Regions from separate parts of the Mus musculus genome. Here region 1 is linked to region 2. The links are chromatin contacts, called in public HiChIP or PLAC-seq maps. All regions are on one chromosome and are shown on one strand. The core of a region is the stretch at or near the end of the contact, and the rest is flanking DNA. Distances in the headings are between cores, read along the strand shown.

Region 1 (4,142 bases), core at 704-3,203, 100 kb after region 2:
TGAAGATGTGCACAGAAAAAGAAAAGGAAAAAGAAAAAGAGAAAGAGAGAGAGAAAGAGAGAGAGAAAGAGAGAGAGAGAGAGAGAGAGAGAGAGAGAAAGAAAGAGAAAGAGAAAAAGAAGAGGAAAAAGAAGAGGAAAAAGAAAAAGAAAAAGAAAAAGAAAAAGAAAAAGAAAAAGAAAAAGAAAAAGAAAAAGAAAAAGGTTTATGTCTGCAGATCTCTGAGGAAATGGGAACACTGTTTCTTCAGTTGACAAGGAATCAGAGCATGGCCAGCTTAGCTTCATCCAAAGGATGTAGTTGCTGCTTGCATCGCTTCCTATGAACTACGACGAATAGTTGCTGGTTGGATCTGCCCAGGCGTCTCTGGCTGCCAGGTCTAAACCTGAATCTGTATATTTGGTTTATGAGACCATCAAGGCTCACTCTGCATGCGTCATATCAAGCACAGGCTCAGAGGAGAAGGTACACCTGCTCATACTGATGTCTCTCAGGCTCTGTGATGGGTCTCAAGCCCATCATCCTATTCCTCACACAACCCTAACGTGTCCCCCATTTTATAGGCGAGAAAGCTGAAGGTTTGAGGCCAATAACTCCCGGAAGTTATGAGGACAGTGTTGGAGCTGGTACTCAATCCATACCTCGAGTAACCTTGGCAACCTGCTTCTTCCTTTGCTCCCCTGAACACAGAACACATTTCTTTTGCCTTTGGACTCCCCTCAAGTTCTAGTTCTGAGGCCTGACTGTCACAGTTCATGGCACCAGAGTGCTGTTCACAGTCTATGAAGACGCTTCTGCTAGCACTGATGCCAGCACACTGTACGTCATCATGGCCACACCACCATCCAGCGTTGAGTGTGAACTGGAGGGACAGACCTGTGTGCACCTGCTTCTATTTTCCAAATTTTTGAACTCAACTAGTCAAGGTAAACTGGACGGGAAGCTGGAGGAACCTGGGAACTGGGAAGACCACCCTTTCAAGCCACGGAGGACAGCAGGCGATCGGGCATGACATACCTACTCTTTAGGATTGAGCACATTTCCTCAAAAGCCAGAGTCAAAGAGGGAGAGCATCAGTCAGACAGCTTATTTCTCATCTTATTTCCCTACACATGGGCTGTGCTGTGTCTTCTCAGCATAGGCGAGTGGGTGGGCGGGAAGGAGGCAAGCTACCCTCTTAAACTGAAGAGAGAGAATGGCTAGGTTTTCTAGAAGTGGTAGTACTTGGCCTGGCAGTGGGTGGCACACAATCCCAGCACTAGAAAGGCAGAGGCCAGCTTGGTCTACAGAGTTCCAGAACAGCCAGGGCTATACAAAGAAACATTTCAAAAAACATCAAAAAAAGCAAAACAAAGAGGTAGTGCCTGAAATAAAGCTATTTAATAAATTGAGAGACAGAGACCATCTTGCTGGATATACCAGGCTGGCCTGGGACTCAAGTCTTCTTCCTTAGCCTTCCACGTGCTGGGAGAAGTCATGTGCTACCATAGTGTAGCTTCTCCCAGCCTGAAGCAGGCTGGTACAGACCTTGTCACCACTGAGGTGAGACCACCTGGGGTGGAGCCTTCCGAGCTAGATGGCTCTATTGTTCTGTCACATCTGGCTGGATCCAGGTGCCTGGATGGACTGGGGGTGGGGGGGTGGGGGGGTGGGGGTGGGGGGTGGGGGTGAGGATGGGCCTACCCCCTATATAAGCTTAGACTCTAAGTAAACTTTAAGGTGCCTTGAACAGAGTACTTTTGTCTTGGCGTCTTTATTTCTCTCCCCGTCTAGTCTCTTTCCGTCCCAGCCCACCTTTCAGGAGTACCCGGTTCATGTAGGCAGCAGGCGGCTTACAACTACACCATAGTGAGCTTTTAACTTGACCTTGAGGGGAAGTAGGGATAAGCAAGGCTAAACCGGCAGTTTAGATATTCCAGTGCAAGAGGTACCACACGCAGAAGTGAGCAACTGCTACAACCACAAAATGAACTTCCTATGGGTCAAATGCTGTCCCAAGCATTGTAATGGAGAACATCATGCCATTCCACTTGCTTGCGTTGTCTGTGTCTTTGATAGCAAATCAATCCCTTGTAGGCAGGAGCACCCTTTAATCCCCTCCTCTCTACCCCCACTGCTCAGAAGACTGCCTGCTATATTAGATCAAATTCAATAAATATTTGCCTTGTTTCCCATTTTTTCTGAGTATGTGTATAAATCCATGAATCTTAACATCAGCCTGACAGCATAACCTAACTCATATGTGAAGCGGAACATAAAAAACATCTTACATGACAGAATTTACAAAACTTGAAATTACCTGTATTTTATATTAGCATAAAGTCAAAAGCACCGGTCTGATTGTCTCAGGCCCATCGATACACAATGAAAGGTTGTTTAGAGTTGCTATGAAAAACATTTGGGAATTCTAGAAAAAACAAAAGTTAGAAACGAGACTATTAGGGAAACTTCGCATCTATATTTTTGAGTTAGCTATATTTTTGAGTTAGTTAGATTGTAGAAGGCATCCTTTTTTGGGTAGTCACAGGGATCAGATTACAGATGCTGTTTTAGCCAAGCCTGGCCAGAGTCCCTTGGATAGTTTACACTTGTGTGCAGTCCATTAAGTTAGTCTCTATACATGGAAATGCTAGGTGTGATGGCACGTGCCTTGAGTTCAAGGCCAGCCTGAGCTATAGGGAGTGTCTCAGATCAAAACAAACCCTTTAGATGTTTGAGCACTGTTGGCAAAGACAGGACTGGGGAAGAGGTTCAGCTGGTAGAGTGTGTATGTAAAATGGATGAGATTCTCAGTGCTGCAGAAACCCAGAATGATGACAGAATGGCACCATGATGATGTATGCGTCTGGGAGGATCAGAAATTCACGATGATTTTATCTACCTACTTATTTTTTGGCTTTTTGAGACAGGGTTTCTCTGAGTAACAGCCCTGGCTGTCCTGGAACTTGCTTTGTAGACCAGGCTGGCCTCAAATTCACAGAGCTATGCTTGTCTCTGCCTCTTGAGTGCTGGGATTAAAGATATGTCGGGCTCAATCTTTTGTTACAAACCAGTTCCATAGATTGGGCTGTGTGAGAGGAGGAGAGGGAGAGGGGGAGGGGGGAGGGGGAGGGGGAGAGGGAGAGGAGGAGAGGGAGAGAAGGAGAGGAGAGGGGGAGGGGGAGGGGGAGAGGAGAGGAAGAGGAGAGGAGAGAGAGAGAAAGGGGGAGAGGAGAGGAGAGGAGAGGAGAGGAGAGGAGAGGAGAGGAGAGAGAGGAGAGAGAAAGGGGGAGAGGAGAGGGAGAGGAGAGGGAGAGAAAGGGGGAGAGGAGAGGGAGTGGAGAGGGAGAGGAGAGGAGAGAGGAGAGAGAGAGGAGAGAGAGAGGAGAGAGAGAGGAGAGAGAGAGGAGAGGAGAGAGAGAGGAGAGGAGAGGAGAGGAGAGAGAGAGAGGAGAGGAGAGGAGAGGAGAGGAGAGGAGAGGAGAGGAGAGGAGAGGAGAGAGGAGAGGAGAGAGAAAGGGGGAGAGGAGAGGGAGAGGAGAGGGAGAGGAGAGAGGAGAGGAGAGAGGAGAGGAGAGAGAGGAGAGAGGAGAGAGAGAGGGGAGAGAGGGAGGAGAGAGAGAGGGAGAGAGGGGAGAGGGGAGAGGGGAGAGGGGAGGGGAGGAGAGGAGAGGGGAGGAGAGGGGAGGAGAGGGGAGAGATATTGAGATTGTACATAAAAAGGTCATTTTGAGAACACAGTGAAGAAGCCTCTGCAAAATAAAGGCAGGCTTCCAGAGAACCCATCGCTGGCAAGCTGTGGACACGCAGCTTCCAGAACTGGAAGAAATCATTCCTTTAAACGACACAATCACAGTAAGAAGAGCAGTCTACCATGAGCATGAACAGGGAAGAGCAGAGAATATTTCTGCTTGCACTTACTTGTCTAATGTCCAAGGATTCCTGAACATGCTTTATCCTTATAATAATCGCCGTTGCTTTAAGCAAAGTTAACCCCTAAAATGTAAAGACTTTAGTTTTTTTAAAATGTATTTTTCCTTTATGCATATGGATATAGTGCTTGCATGTCTATCTGTATACTGGTTGGGTACCCAGTACTGACACAGGCCAGGGGTTATCAGGTGCCCTGGAATTGGAGTCACAGATAGTTGTTGAGCACCCTG
Region 2 (4,275 bases), core at 1,172-3,671:
TCTGCCCTAGCCAGAAGCTTCTGGGATCCCCTGTCTCCATCTTCAGAGGCTTAGACTGTAGGACGGAGAACATGCTTACACAGTGCCTTAACCACTGAGCCACCCCCTCAGTCCCAGGAGCTTGCATTCTTAACACGTTGCTAAGCCGACACTTCCTCTATGGACGCCAGGGCACATTACCTGTGCATGAGTTCTCAGTTTGCTTTCTGTCTCCTTTCACGAAGTGACCACGTTAGCAGTTTTCCTCTCCGAGATGAGTTTACATTTAATAACCCTCCTCCGCTTTTATGTTTGTTTTGTCTTGTCCTAGGTTGCTTTTAATAAGGGAGTAGTAATCTCAGCCTGCTCCGTTTGTTTGCTTATTTTTAAATAGTGCTTTGATTTCATGGCCCGGCTGTATTTATGTTCTCCTTGGCCTCCTCCCAGAGAATGTCGATGCTGACAGAAAAGGCTGGGCGTCTGCTGCCTTCCTTACTTTACGCTTAGGTTATTTGATCTCCTTTCTCAGGATGTCCTCTACTCTAGACACCAACAACAGAGAGCTGCGGGGACATCTCAAGAGTCTAGACTCTGCAGAACTGGACTTTAAGGCTAACAGAAAAACATCACATGGAAAACAAACGGTATGAGGGACTTTCCCCCAGGGACTCAGGAGACTACAAAGCCTGACGCCAATAGCTATGAAAAAAACTAGTTATGCCTAAAACCAATGTGGAAGGAAGGGACATGAGCTGTCTGCTTAAGTTTCCAGATAGGAAGAGATTTGAAATGAGAATCTTGAAAGGAAAAGAAGTTGTTTGAAGATGAGTTCTATTCTTTCATATCACACAAAGCACTCCAAATAAAATATACCGACACACCTCATTCATAATGAGAGTACTTTAAACTCTACCCAATTTAAAGAGGTGCACACACACATTTGCTTGTGAGTGTGTGTGTGTGTGGTTGTCAATAAATCTTATATGCACAATGTCTGCCTCTCCATCACGTCACCTCTGCCTCCTCTGCTGTGGGTCCCCAGCTTCAACAAAGAACTTCTCTTTTATGTTAGACTGTCATGTAGAATTTCAGCAGGAAACAGTACGTAGCTACTTTAGATTTCTTAAATGTTTTGGATGCTTGCCTAATGCTCCCTAAAGCAAAACACCTTTGAAGGGGAAAGAAATCATCGGCTGAAGAGTCAGGAAACTCATGGACAGATGTATATAGGCCGTATTAGCATCTGCTGGCTGCTATGACAAATGACTGCACACCCAGTGACCTGACAACTGAAATATGTGCTTCCCTTCAGATCTGGAGGTCAGAGTGTGAAATGGGTTTCACTACACTGTGAAGGTGTGGACAGAGCTACATTCCTTCTGGAAGACGCAAGGAAAATATTTGCTATTCCTTGGCTCATCCTTGACCAGCTTCTAGACACTACCAGCATTCTTTCACTTAAGAGTCAATTGGCACTTGCGTCATTCTGGCTTCTGTTTCCTGGTCCCATCTTGTTCTCTCCATCCTGACCCTCCTGCCCCCTCTTGATAATAGTCTCGGGATTGTATTAGACCTGCCCGCATAACCCAGGTAGCCTCCTTACCCCAGGAGCTGTCACCCAATCAGGTATACAAAGTTTCTTCTGCCAAGTAAATTAGCATAAACCCCAGACTTGGAGAGTTAAGGTATGGAGGGTGTGTTGTGATTCTGCCTCTCGTGGGCAGGAGAAAGCTGTAGCCCCACAGTTCTTAAGGCCTTACAGTCTCAACCCTGGGAGACCCAGGGTTCAAGAGGCTCAGGCACAGTAGCTGAGGGCTTCCTCTTGAAGTGGCCACTTACCACCACGCTCCCCACAGAGACAGAGGATAACCCTCTAGTGTTAGCCCTGCCTAACACGGTGGAAGGAAGGGGCTTGAGCAGCTTGGTAGAGCTCCGGGGAAGGCTTGGAAATAGCATCTTTATCCTTGCCTTTTGGCACACCTGAAGCAAAGGTAGGCAGGCAAAGTCAAGTAGTCTTACTTCCAAGAGGCTGTGTGCACCCCGAGGCATGATACCAATGCCCATGATTCACGCTGATCAGAAACACGCCAACAAGAGACTCGGGATGAGAAGAAGGAAGAAAGAAATCTGCTGAGCTGGCGGCGTGGTCTGTCTTTCCAAGCCAACAACAGGGAGGCAGGGTTCATGGCTGGCACTTGTCCCTACCCAGGAGGTGAGTTACCTGCATCTACCCTTCAGAACTCACTAAAGCAAAAAGGATTGACTAGAGAGGAAACACATGCCAGGAATTCCTGCCAGCCACTGGGTTTCAAGGGACCTTTCTGCTCTTCCTGCCACACCCAGAGGAGTTCAAGAAGTTAGCCAACCACAGAAGGAGGAGCCCAGGAGAGGCCGTGACAGAGACGTGTTTACTATGCTCACGGAAGCAGGCCTCACCCACACCTCCCCAGCTGGAGGGGAAACTGGAGCTGAACTTCAGAGCCACAGAGAGGCGGGGCAGGTCTCTGGAGAAGACTGGGGAAGGCTGTGGAGAGGGACTTTAATGATTGGGGCATTCATCTGGGCAAGACAGTCACCTGGGGAAGGGGTGCTATCTCACTAAGAGCTGTGCTGTGTCAGGAGACACACCTGAATGTTCTGAGCATGTGATCTGCCCACTCAGAAGGGCCTCCTGCAGTTTAAAGATCCGCAGTTGATACCTTGACCTTTTCTTTCTCTCCCCATCTTGCACTGGGTTGTAAAGTATGCAGCTGGTTCTTCAGGTAGTCCTTGCACGTGTGTTTGTAGGGCAAAGGATTAAGGAGGTTAGACAACTGCCAGGTTCCTTCATCATATAAAACAGAATTTCTTCTCATCCATTCATACTTCCTTACACACATACAGAGACAGAGACACAGTCAGAGATACAGACACACTGACAGAGACACAGAGAAAGAGAGACTCCCCTATACAATGGATCACACTAATCAGATGTCCAATGGTGCATACAGGATAGATCAGACCATGATTTATAGATCCTGAATGCTACTTGGTTGAATTTTAAAGGAATACTTTGGTCCTCAACTGACTGCCGGGGGGGGGGGGGGGAGTAGGATGGGGGGGGGAGTGGGATGGGGGAGGGGGGAATAAAAACCTCAAAATCAATCTGAACATTTGGAATTTAAGTTCTTGAACAACCCCAGAATATTATGTTGGAAGCTGGGCAAAGTGGCACATACCTTAGATCCCAGCACTCTGGTGGCAGAGGCAAATGGATCTCTGTGAGTTCTAGGTCGGGCTGTTCTATGTGGAGAATTCCAAGACAGACAGGGCTACATAATAGCTCTCTACCTGCTCCAATAGAAAAGAGAATATGGTTTTGAAAAACCAGAAGGAAGGGAAGACATCACTACAATGCTGTGATAGTATATGTGATAGTATATGTGATAGTATACGCTTGGGCTAGGGAGTGACAGTATTATAAGGTGTGGTCTTGTTAAAATAGGTGTGTCACTGTAGGTGTGTGTTTTAAGACCCTTACCCTAGCTGTCTGGAAGCCAGTGTTTTGCTAGCAGCCTTCAGATGAAGGTGTAGAACTCTCAGCTCCTCCTGCACCATGCCTGCCTGGATGCCACCATGTTCCTGCTTTGATGATAACAGACTGAACCTCTGAACCTGTAAGCCAGCCTCAATTAAATGTTGTCCTTTATAAGACTTCTCTTGGTCATGGTGTCTGTTTACAGCAGTAAAAACCCAAAGACAACAACCCTTGGGAACTGATGACAAGACTTGGAAGTTCTGGAGGGAATAGGAAGCATGAACACACCCACTGCGGTTCCAACTTGACCCGGACTGCTTCTCTGTGGGCAGGGAAAGACAGGAGGTGTCTTCTCAGGTGGGTAGCATAAAGCACTTTAAAGAGCTGGGAAGACTTCTTTTCTGCTAGTAATTGTCTGTTAAGAACGTTTGCTTCCCTGAAATTACTTCATTTGAGAAAAATAAATGGCTGTTCCTGAAAAACAAGACCTTGGAGTGCTGTTTGTCATCTTACTCTTGGTTAAAGGTGAATCGGGGTGGGTGGTAATAATCCAAATCAAGAGCCTCTGGACACAGGCACTAGGGCTCAGCCTGTAACTCCGGAGAGTGTGGCTTCAGCAAACCACCTCCTGCTTTGGGAAATCAGTTTCCTGTGTGTAAGATGAGAGAGTGGGGGTGGGATCAGGGATCAGTTTTCCTTTTCCTTTGTTTTGGGGTTTTGTTTTTCTCTTTTGAGACAGAGTATCAGTATGCAGCCTTGGCTGGTCCAGAACTCAGAGG

The links. HiChIP or PLAC-seq counts read pairs in DNA pulled down with a chosen protein or histone mark.
Region 1: a contact with region 2 is called in an H3K27ac HiChIP or PLAC-seq map of embryonic stem cells, with 6 read pairs. The contact joins two enhancer-like sites. A contact is called at or near these places in 43 of 484 Hi-C or Micro-C datasets (the AML12 cell line, B cells, the Ba/F3 cell line and 22 more), 8 of 115 datasets of contacts at active chromatin or transcription factors (bone marrow-derived dendritic cells, embryonic stem cells, extraembryonic endoderm stem cells and 1 more) and 4 of 9 other capture datasets (adipose tissue, embryonic stem cells, liver and 1 more).

What each region holds. Positions count from the first base shown.
Region 1 is chr2:6,058,007-6,062,148 of GRCm38.p6, reverse strand. No RefSeq gene overlaps it. Among named protein-coding and RNA genes, the nearest start is that of Gm30136, 20 kb to the left of the region's middle. Within about 2 kb of position 1,953, at least 4 of the 459 cell types and tissues checked have an H3K27ac peak or open chromatin away from gene starts, as enhancers often do. A contact at or near this core is called in embryonic stem cells, where this site is marked.
Region 2 is chr2:6,160,942-6,165,216 of GRCm38.p6, reverse strand. No RefSeq gene overlaps it. Among named protein-coding and RNA genes, the nearest start is that of A230108P19Rik, 30 kb to the left of the region's middle. Within about 2 kb of position 2,421, at least 136 of the 459 cell types and tissues checked have an H3K27ac peak or open chromatin away from gene starts, as enhancers often do. A contact at or near this core is called in embryonic stem cells, where this site is marked.